3 separate regions of the Zea mays genome follow, and regions 1 and 3 are each linked to region 2. The links are chromatin contacts, called in public Hi-C maps. All regions are on one chromosome and are shown on one strand. The core of a region is the stretch at or near the end of the contact, and the rest is flanking DNA. Distances in the headings are between cores, read along the strand shown. Region 1 holds the start of LOC100191949 (transcription initiation factor TFIID subunit 9B). Region 2 holds the start of LOC100273621 (inter-alpha-trypsin inhibitor heavy chain-related). Region 3 holds the start of LOC100217250 (ATP-dependent protease La (LON) domain protein).

Evidence for each region. Hi-C and Micro-C count contacts between places; a contact is called where the count stands out from the background.
Region 1: a Hi-C map of bundle sheath shows a contact between it and region 2, with 2.9 times the contacts expected there. The contact joins the promoter of LOC100191949 here to the promoter of LOC100273621 in region 2. A contact is called at or near these places in 6 of 25 Hi-C or Micro-C datasets (bundle sheath, ear, leaf and 1 more).
Region 3: a Hi-C map of ear shows a contact between it and region 2, with 2.5 times the contacts expected there. The contact joins the promoter of LOC100217250 here to the promoter of LOC100273621 in region 2. A contact is called at or near these places in 2 of 25 Hi-C or Micro-C datasets (ear and tassel).

Annotation. Positions count from the first base shown.
Region 1 is chr1:71,556,216-71,559,944 of Zm-B73-REFERENCE-NAM-5.0, reverse strand. LOC100191949 (transcription initiation factor TFIID subunit 9B) reads right to left here and starts at 1,722. Exons shown (of 2, transcript NM_001137373.1): 1 at 1,379-1,722. The coding sequence starts at 1,696. It overlaps TRNAS-GCU (transfer RNA serine (anticodon GCU)), which reads left to right and starts at 1,833; the gene lies at 1,833-1,914.
Region 2 is chr1:71,111,322-71,115,187 of Zm-B73-REFERENCE-NAM-5.0, reverse strand. LOC100273621 (inter-alpha-trypsin inhibitor heavy chain-related) reads left to right here and starts at 2,061. Exons shown (of 13, transcript NM_001360282.1): 1 at 2,061-2,579. The coding sequence starts at 2,166.
Region 3 is chr1:71,609,154-71,612,868 of Zm-B73-REFERENCE-NAM-5.0, reverse strand. LOC100217250 (ATP-dependent protease La (LON) domain protein) reads left to right here and starts at 1,621. Exons shown (of 2, transcript NM_001143605.2): 1 at 1,621-1,845; 2 at 3,220-3,715. The coding sequence starts at 3,233.

The DNA.
Region 1 (3,729 bases), core at 473-2,972, 450 kb before region 2:
TACTAGGTGTCGTGAGGAAGCACTCAAACACTTCATACCCATAACATCACTTTATCACTGAATGGTCATATGGAACACTTGATTATATGGTTCTGCTCATAGGTTAGTCCGTACTTTGTATGAACTTCTCAACAGATCAAAATATTATAGCAGATAGTCAATTAACAGAACCAATAGGAATTGGTGAGTCAGAGTATTTTATCAAAGAATCTGGACAAAAAGTGTCAATAGCCTTGTCATATTTAGATGCATAAAATGAAGATTTTGAAACACAAGAAACACCTGAGGCAGAAGGACAAATACAACCAAACGACAAAGCAGATTAGTTCAGTGCAGTTCTAGTATTATGCCAAGTATTAGTCTTAGATGACGTTTAAGAATGTGGAGGAATCATTAAAAGATGGATGATTTCAATTTAGCTATAAATTATTATCTTCCTAAATCAAGATGCAATGCAACAACCAGAGTGTTATGGTACAGAGGAAGTTCACCTTTGATTACGAACAGAGGGAAATCTGAAATAAAAAACAAAATACAATACCCTAATGCAACAGTGTTCAATCCTACAAGTATCAATCAGGAATTATCTACATCTACAAATTTAAAATGCAGCTGGTGGGTGGCAATCAATTTCAAACTGAACCATTTAAAGCTTATGTAGCACGCAATGCACTAGCTGTCATTTTCCCATATGAAAGCTAGTTCCTAACCAATATGATCCTAGTGTATGGCCAAAGTGGTTTTAATAACAAAAATTGTTACAGACATAGGAAGTAAAAAGATCACCATATTCTGCAATGCAGCACGGGAATGATAAGTACCATTAGAATGCATGAAGACACAGCTTTTGAAACTTCAAGAATTTATTACAACACATGAATAATTAATTTTTGTAGTAGTTTAGAATTCTGAATCTTCTCTTAATGGTTATGTTTTGGATTAGGATGTTATTGTCTCTGATCTATGTGGCTTTTAGTATCTAAACTCTTTCTGAATCTATGTTGTATATCGACATTTCCATCTCTCTATCAACGGAATTGAGCAGGGACCAATTAATAAATTTAAAAAGACATAATTTCACTAAGACTATAAATAGTAGATACTACTTCATGATTAGAGAGATGCCAGCAAAACTCTTATTAATATTATATTAACAAAAACAATGGTAAAGAAATATCAGGTTCTCGACCAAACTAATCCAGCAAAAACAAAACTAATTCAAAATCAAGTTTCAACTATACGGGCAGCAAAATAACTAGGTTTCATGGACTCGGCCGTATAAAACCAACGCAGGGAGAAAGTTGCTTTGGCGGGGATAGAAGAAAATAAACATAAGCCAACTGATTTGCCCAAACTGAGAATAGGGTAGGATTGGTACCTCACGCGGCGGCGGCTGGGAGAAGGAGAAATTGACCTTGGCCTGGATGGCGAGGCGGACGTCGTCGGCGTCGATCTGAGCCTTCCCGGCGTGGTCGGCGTAGACTTGGGCGTCCCCTAGCACGTCTCCGACGTATCGGTAGGCCAGGTCCAGGAACTGGTGCACGACGCGGGGTTCGTACTCGCCCTCACCGAGACCCATCGAGCGCAGGAGCTCCCGCACCACCCGCGCGTCCCGGGGCTCGTCCGCGACGGAGGCCCCGGCGACTGCGGCAGCAGCGGCCGACGGTGCCGATGGACGCGCGCCGGCGGCGTCCATGAGTGGTGCGGGGTGGGGTTTCGGCGTTTCGGGAGTGTGGTGTCACCGTGTCAGGGGCTCAGGCAACCTGCTTCAGCACACGGAGAGATTATGTTTAACTACCTTATATTGTCAAATATTCTGTACTGCAGCAACTGACGCTTTGGCCGAGTGGTTAAGGCGTGTGCCTGCTAAGTACATGGGGTTTCCCCGCGAGAGTTCGAATCTCTCAGGCGTCGGACTTTTTAAATTGTTTCTCTTTTTCTTTTTTATCGACTTTTTTAATTGTTTCTCTTTTTCTTTTTTATTTTTTCCTTTTTTATTTCATTGCATAAGCTAATTTAGCACTCGAGTCTCTCTGTTACCTTTTTTTAACCATTATCTACTAATTTAGAGCTTCCAATTACCTTTTATTTTGGTACCATATTGTTTTTTGGATTTTGTCAATTAGTTGAACCACAATCGTTCTAAAGCTATCTTAAGGTGTGTTTTGCAAGCAGAATAGAGCTATTCTATTTTTTATTTGGTTAAAGGGTATAACAGAACAGATCCACTCTGTTCTTTGTTTAATTAAAGAGTCATACGAGTATAGAGGTGAGAAGAGAGAAAAATACTCGCGTCCGAAAGAGCGCTCGCATCCGACTATTTTGGTGGAGCGGGGACACTTCAACTATTTATAATAAATTTCTATATAGAGACTTTATGAGCCGCTTCGCTTCTCTTTTATTGGAAATCAAATATTCATAAACTAGAATGAAGCCCTCCATTCTCCTTAACCAAACACACCCTTAACGATTGTATGTTTACATATTAATAAATTCACACAAAGTTTGATGTATTTATTTTATATATGCATTTAAATTCATCATCATCTATTTGAATATAAATATAAAAATTAAAAGCTAAAATAAATACTATTTTGGGACGAAGGGTTATATGTTCCTGTATGTGTATCGGTATGTTTATAGATATGTATAAGTATATGGTCGTATTTATGAATATAGGCGTATGTAACTATGTATTGAGTACACGCCCGTACTTATATGTATATGTGTTGCATTTTTTTTATTAGTAGACTAACCACTACTCTAGTGTTGCATTTGAGACAAGTTATGTCTACATTCAAAGTTGAGCAAAATTCATATCCGTTATTGTATGCATATCCGCATGTTTATAGATGCGTATAGGTACATGCTCGTATATATGAATATAGGTGAATGTATTGAGTACGCGCTCATACTTATATACATACTTTTATATATTTTGAGCAGTGTGCTTCCAAAAGCTAGAGAAAGCTCTGGTTCAAATGTTGTCATACGGTTCAATCGCACCACCTCAAATTGACCCAGACTCCGGGCGTCTATAAAAACAGCATAGACCCAGGGATTAGGGTTTCGATGCCTAGCGACAGCGTGAGGCGCGAGGGGCGCCAGAGGCACGACATCAGCGAGAGGCGGGCGACATCGATGAGCGTCAGGCGACATCAGCGAGCGGTGCCCGAGACACGAGCTCCATGGCGGCCGCGTCGCCTGAGGCGCGAGCGGTGGCGTCGGCCACGACCTCATGAGACGTGAGCGGCGACGGAGGAGACGCCAACGACAGCATTCAAAGACGAAGACCTCCTCTAATGCAGTGCATCTCGGGCATCCTCCGACGATGACCACCTCCGATCCGACGGCCTCGGGGCCGTCCTCCAGCGACGAACTCCCCTGATCTATGTTTATGCCTTTGATGATTGTGTTTTATACCTATTACTTACACAATTTCTGCATTTATGTTGGGAACCTGCCTGTCTGGGTAAGTTGATCCAACGAGGGAGTGGAAAGTGTGTTTGCAAAGTTTAGCATGGAATGCCAAAAGCTTCGTTAATCTCCCGTGTGCGGGCACTGTACGGGGGTATTTATAGGTAATCGAGGGGCTGCCTGTCCCTATCAAAGACGTTTAGACCCTCGAGTACCCGGTTTATCCCTAGAATAATCCCACGAGGGGAGGTTACAGATAGTCAGTAAGGTAAACCCTATTACAGACACGACCCTTATCGCACTTGTTGTCGC
Region 2 (3,866 bases), core at 812-3,311:
TCACATGAACCAAATACCTGTGTCACAGACAATCCTTGATTTGTAGTTTTGCTGCAATGCTCAAACATCGCCTGAGGTCCCCATATACAAAATAAAGAAAAGAAAAGAAAAATCTTAGTAGGCCGATGCTAGGCCGTGAGCGTGTGGTGTGGATCGCTGGCGGAAGAGTGTTGCCATGGCAGTCTTTTTAAGGATGTGTTTGGATTATTTCCTACTTTAGGTTTTCTTCGATGCAAGGGGTTAGTTCTATTTAATTTCGACTAGAAAGAATTTTAATCCACTCTAATTCTTTTTGATCTCCTTCGCAACAGAACATGTTGTTACCGTATTGCGAGTTCGGTTCTCTGGCCAGTAGCGCCTTGGAATCTATATGCTCTCCAGGATTTCCTTGCCATTATATGCTAACCAGTTCAGCTCTCTTGTGTAGACAAGGTTATATAGCTAGCCCTAAAAACCGTCTTCGGCCCGCATTTCGCTCGTATAGTCATCTAAAACATTATTTTGCACAGTTTTATATTATAGACTGCACTGTTCACATAGTGAAGTTTGAATATACTGCTAAAGGTAGCCTAATCTCCAGAGTTCGGACAAAAAAGCTTGGAACTTTCAAAATAGTTGTTTTTGTCCCATTTTTTTTCTTTGGCTGTCTATCTTCTAATCCGAGCAGCCACTTAGGCCATCTCCAGCAGCCCCGTGTAAACGACCGTACAAAATATACTATTTTGCACTGTTTATAGAGTGAAGTTTAAAATAGAAAATAAGATAGTGAGTCTACTGAAGATAGTTGGGCGTGGTGGGGTGGCCACCCTAGCTATCGGTAGTTGCCGTCGCCTGAGAGTTGAGACCCCTCCTTTACGTCAAGTTGCCGAGTGTTGAGTTTGGCATGCACCTTGTACCGACACCGCTACTTGGCGAGGAACACCGATGAGCATGGAGTGACAGAAGAAGGCTGATGCCTAGGCGTCCTTTGGTTCACCCAACCAGACCACGCAACAATGGCTTATTAATCGTCCCACAAAACACGAGTGGCCGGTTTCTTCCTCAATCGATCCATTTGTCATCCTCCACTTCTGTTTCCAATCCTTCGTTCTCGCATGAGGTAAGCAGTAGTTTTGGCACTATACCTTTACTCCTGTCTTGTTCGATTGCGTCTGAATCGAGATAGATTGAGAGAAATTAAATTTCCTTCTATTCAATTTTAACTAAAAAAAAATTTAAGTCTATAATTCTCTTTGACCTAAGCTCTTAGTGGATTTATAAGACCAACTTTTCTGAGAATCTAGTTATAAAGAGAATATGACTCTTGAGAGAATCTAAATATCGTTACGATTATGTGAGCAGAAATATAAATGTGTCTATAATGTTCATAATCTAGAAACTTTTTTTTAACCCGAGCTTCTACTTTTTAGGTGTTGTAGGAAGCTCTTTCAACATCTTTGTAACTAAACTAGCCGTTACAGCAGACCAACGGCCGGAAACGCGGCCATCGGCCATCAACGTGTCCAGCCCGGCGTGGGGCCGCTGCATAGGCAGCAACGAACACGCGTGGGTGCGCGATATCGCCATGTTCGTGTGCTTGCCGACGGGCGACGGTCACAATAATGGGTCGCTTTCCGGGCGGGTAGCCGAAGCAGCGAGGCGATGAGAATGATGGGCCCCCATAGCTCCACGGGATCATCGATCATCTCTTCTCCGTGTGGATGAGGACCACACAGATATTTTGCTCCTCCAACGACGTAGCCCTAAATTTTAGAACAAAGAAAATAAAATTTTGAGCTATATTTTTCTATAAAAGAATCCTTAGTTTTGGTCGAAACTTTTGTGTAGCTTTTGGATGAAATGCTCTCCTGGTCTGGAACCGGAAGTGCAAGAAATCCTGAGAAACTGCGGAGACAGGCAACGTGCTCATCCCGCCCGCGTGGACCACGTCCATCGGAGCACGAGAAAAACAACGTGCCTCCCCGGGCAGGTAACCTCACCGCCCCCGCCTGTCGCTGGCCTCGTCTCGTCCCCGTCACCCTCCACACGCATGACTCTCCCACCTCATTCGCTTGACCTCCCTTCCACTTAAACCACGCCAAAAACCAGCTCGCGATTCCTCCCACTGGCCTGAATCTGACCCGCATCGCCCGCCATCCCCACCGCCGCGCCTCTTCCGGGCAGCCATGGACGAGGCCTTCGCGCGCGCGGTGGAGGACGGCCTCAAGCTCACCAAGCGCCTCGTCCTGCCCAGCGGGGGCGGGATGCCGCCGCCGCCGCGCCCGCACCTGGCGATGGACCGCGACGACCCCGCCGCGGCGCTGCAGCAGCTCATGCCGGCGGCGCCCATGGCGTACGCCGTCGTCGTCGACCCGGCCGCCGTCGACAGCCCCGACGTGCCCAGCTACCAGCCCCACGTCTACGGCCGCCTCGACCCGCCCGCGCTCATCCCGCTCCAGATGCGGGAGGTCGAGCTCCGCGTCGACTGCGCCGCCGGCTGCGCCACCGCCGAGGTCGCCCTGCGCGCGCGCTGGTGGCTGCACTGCATCACGCGCAGCCGCGCGTGCCACTGCCGCATCGTCGTGCCCATGGCTCACCAGGTCCAGCATATGCACTCATCCTTACCTTGCCCTTTGCGTGTGCTCTGTTAGTTTTGGATATGGTTATTAGGCGTTTCAATGATTACAACATTCACTTGCATCCGCCGGCAGTCTGGTTCGTGTTAGGTGGATGGGCCCCCAATTAGCTGTCGCTTTGGACTATGCTCTCCGGGTTCCGCAAATCAGGACATAACCCGGTGTCATTACTCCGTATGTCTTTACTCCTGGCCTACATTTGGCTGGATCATGGCTGCCATTGCCCTGCCTTTCTGTTGCTAGTGGATTCCAGCATGGTTTTGGCACAAATTCTTTGCTTTCCGTGCTACAAGATAATTAACAAGAAAGTAGTATCCAAAGTAGCATCGGATTGAACTTGCAAAGGGATTGCTGTCTTCGTACACTTGTCCAACACAGACTTCCACTAACGGATTCTTTTGTGCACCGCGTTATTGTACAGTATTTGGAGAATTGCTTTACTAGAACCAATAATTATGTGCGGTTAAAAATGTGCGCCTTCAACTGTAATTCTGAGAGATGGAAGTGGCGTGAATTACTTTTTATTTTGCATTTGGAGCTTTGCTTTCTCCAGGCGAATTACTAAAACCAGTTCAGTTTATGACTGCATGTTATACATTTCTTCTGCATTCTGGTGTTGGCTGACAACCACTTCTATAGAACTTGAGAACCCTGCCTGATGAAGTTTTATTTCTTTCGTTTTTACTGCTGTTCTTGTGCTATTTCAGATGTTTGGAGTTTAGGAAGAAGCTCATTTTTTTGCCCCTGAACTATCATGAGAGTCCAATTTTGTTCCGAACTTATACCAGACAACTTTGCCCCTTCAACTGTTCAAACAGGGTGTTTTTGAATTTTGACTCTTAAGCTGTTTTAAAGCCAGTTTTTGCTGACATGGCATGTTTTTTTTTCTCGAAAAGCGTAGGAGAACTACGCCCCATTATATTAAAAGAGGAAGGATACAAAGGGCAGGAAGGCGCTCTGGGTACATGCACTCCTTACGGAGGCCAAGAACAGGAGTACATGAAAATATCCATGAAGGATCCAACCGCCCTAAATTATATGGCTAGGAGCAGCCAGAAAGGATAACCCCTTGGCTCCTGCAACCTGCCATGGCATGGGTTTTAAACATGCATATCTGTCCTGTTATCAGCTTGAAATAAATGAGAACCCAATTTTATGGCCAAAGTTGTCTGTTATTTGAGTCAGGGGCCCAAGATTTGCTTCTCATGATAGTTCAAGTGCCAGATAGAATTTCTTCCTTGAATTTAACAA
Region 3 (3,715 bases), core at 372-2,871, 500 kb before region 2:
AGGGGCAAGGGCAGTAGGGGAGTGGTCAGTGTAGGGAGGTCCTTGGTTGATTTTGCTGCGATGGCGGTCAGGCAAGAACCCTGCATTGGAGCTTCCCATAAACTGTAGCGGGTTTTCTGAAGCTAGTGGAACTTTGTAAAGGCCTCGTAGTGTTACCCTGCCTCGCCTCCTCGGTAGAGGTGTATGGGAAGTCGCGATCCCTTGGCAGATGGGTAACATGACTTGTGGGTAAAGGGTACCACCTCTGCAGAGTGTAAAACTGGTATACTAGCCGAGCTCACGGTCATGAGCAGCTCAGGACTCTCTGATGATTAATTTATGGAACTAAATTCAATTTGTCATATGCATTGCATCGCAGGTGATGTTGTTACTTTTGTTCTACTACTTAATTGGGTTTGGTATTTACTTATACTTACTAATTGCTAATAAAATTTTGACCAACTTTAAAAGCAATGCTCAGCTCTAACCATCCTCTTTGGTAAGCCTTACACTTCACGTGAACTCCCACCTTTGGTGAGTTCATGCACATTTGTCGGGGACCATAATTAGGGGTACCCTCAAGACGCCTAATTCTCAGCTGGTAACCCCCATCAGCATAAAGCTGCAAAGGCCTGATGGGTACGATTAAGTCAGGGATCAGTCCACACGAGTGACTCGATCACGCTTCACCCCGAGCCTAGCCTCGGCCAAGGGCAGCCGACCTCGAGAGACTTCCGTCTCGCCCGAGGCCCCCCTTTTTACGGCGGACACATCACCGGCTCGCCCGAGGCCTGCACGCCACCATAGATTGACAAGAGGAGTCCGAGGAGATGTATCGTCACGAGCAGGTCAACCGCTCAAATAGCTGTGTGCATATGTTTATAAAGTACATTTTTTCTAACAAATTGTAAAAGATAAGGAGGGTTCGACCAGATCTCAGCTGCGGCGAGCGTCATAGCTCGCCACTACATGCATCTACTTGTAGGTCCGCTTGTGTACGGTAGAGGTGGGTTGGTATGCGTTGTGATGTGAGTGTGTGCATAGTTGTACATAAACAGATACTTGTATGTAAGTGAGAGACAATAAAAAAAGTATATATGTTTTTTGCAGACGCTTTAATAAGTGAGAAGGAGTGGGGGGCAAAAAAGCGGTGAGCGATAGATAGTTGGAGTCGTCGTGTCTGTGATAGAAGATCGCTGTCTGGAAAACGGAATCCCGCTGCGAATAAAAGAAGTGATCGACCATTTGAAGCAACGAACAAAGGATCTTAGGGCGAACAAATTGGTTCATCTCTATAAATTATAACTATAGCAGTTTAAACTGCCAGTTTTTATCTGAACCGAACGGACAGACAGGTGTTCCAAACGCCACCACGGACCACGCCAGGCCGGCCGGCCGGCGCGCCAAGAGAGAGAGAGAGGTGGCCCAGGTGGGCGTGGCACCCTGTTTTAGTTTTCGCCGACGTTTTGTCACTGCCGCTACGCTAGGCGACAAGCAGAGATAAGATAACCCATCCAATCCTATCCTACTACGGTGGGGACCACCGCCAGCTGCTGCCCCCTCCGTACTTTGCTTGCGATTGGAGAATTTACTAGCATTTGGGATGTATAAAAGTGCGAGCCTCTATCTATCTACTAGTACTATAGATTATTATTATTATCATAGGGGTCGGATCCTCCTCTGCTCTTATCCACTCGCCTACTACCTCCTCTTTCTCCGCCCACCTCCACCCCCTTCCCTGCTCTCTCCCACTACTGCCCCCTTTCGCCGTCTCCCTTCTCCCATCCCTTCCGCCGTTTCTGCCTGCTGCGAACCCGGCGGCAACCGACCTCGATCGTCGCCGTTCGTCCGCCGACCACCGCCAAGGTAACAACACCAGCAACCCCTACCACATCTTCCCCACACCACCGCGTTAGTCCTTTCCTGTCGCCTGCGTGCTTCTGGCCTTCTGCCATGTCCCCGGCAAACCTCTCTGTTCGACAACGTAACTAAGCCACGTCTCAAAGACCCGCCATCCGCGCGCCTAGTTTTCCAGAGTCCTTTCTGTCGCCGCACATCCGGCATACCCGGAGTTACGAGGAGTACTAGCGGCAGTTTCCATCGATTTTTATTTATTTTTTTAGGATGATAAGCACACCAGACACTTATCTTTTTTTTTTTCCTTCCTTCTTTTTCTCTCAACACCAAGGGTTCTTACACATAAGAGCATCTCCAACAACGTGACCTATAAAAATGCCTTATAATTTAAAAATAAGTAAATTGTATAGAATTTAGGGCACCAATAAAACACCCCGCTCCAACAGTAAAGCCCCAAATCTACATTATAGGGCAGCTCACTACGGTGTAGTATATTTGAGGCACTTGAGAGGGTGCCCTATAGTTTTTTGACAAAATTTGTTGAATTGAGGCACTGTTGGAGTGATTTTTCCTGTGTAGAGCCCTATATTTCAATTTGAGGCACTAGTTTAAGGCATTGTTGGAGATGCTCTAAGTACAGACAGGCTTCCCAACAACTCTACAAACTTTCCATCTCAAACAAACCTTCTGCAATCATATGTGGATAGACATTTCATGGCCTTTTCCCATTTTTTTAGGCCCTCTTTGGAACCTAGATAGCTGTTTAAATTAGATCTTCCAAACACACTCAGCTAATACCTAGCTAATTGTTAGTCACCTCATAATTAGCAATTAGTTTATTAGCCGGTTCAACCTAAATAATAATTTGTTTGCTAGTTACTCTCTCCGTCCACAAGAATTAGTCCTTTAGATTTGTTCTAAATTAATCACTATTAACTTCGACCAGTTACACCGAATATTTCATAAGATTTTATAATACAAACATAACACAAAAGTAAAGGTACTAGATTTATCATGACTCGAACTATTATAATACATAATTATTATAGTTTAAAATATTTTAATCTTATATATATATATATATATATATATATATATATATATATTGTTGTTCAAATAGTGTGACTTAGAATAAATCTAAAACGACTAAATCATGTAGACGGAGAGATATATATTGTTGTTCAAATAGTTTGATTTAGAATAAATCTAAAACGACTAAATCATGTAGACGGAGAGAGTAACTAACATGACCTATCATGCAGCCGCTTCATTAGAGGCCATAATATAACCGCCCTTTAATCTTTCCTCTCTGTCACAGTGTCACTAACTCTTTCACTAAACTCTTATACGCCGTATGCATCTCTCTTGTTTTGTTCTGCGCAGAGGCAGAGTTGATATGGCCCTCAAGACCCCGCACCTCCCATCCAATTTCGCGAGGCGGCCAAGCAGCCACCACAGCTTCAGCCAGTGGCACTCGCCTCCGCACCACCCAAAGCTTCCTCCAAGGCCCGACCCGCAGACAAGAGTTGCCATTGCCACGAAGCCGCCGCCGCCGCCGCATGTCGTCCGCAAGAGGAGCACGACGTCGACGTTGATGAGGTGCAGGGACGGCCTAGGCCTACACGGCTTCACGGACGACGAGGCTGTTCATCAGACCCCGGAACCGGAAGACCACCAGACCACCGAGCTCCCCGTCGTGACGCACCCGTCGGTCGTCTTCCCCGGCGCCACGCTGCAGCTGCACGCGTTCGAGTTCCGGAGCCGCATCATGGCGCACACCCTGCTGCAGCAGGGCCTCAGCTTCGGGGTCGTCTGCCGCGGGGGGGTAGCGGACGTGGGGTGCGTCGTGCACGTCGTGGAGTGCGAGAGGCTCACCGAC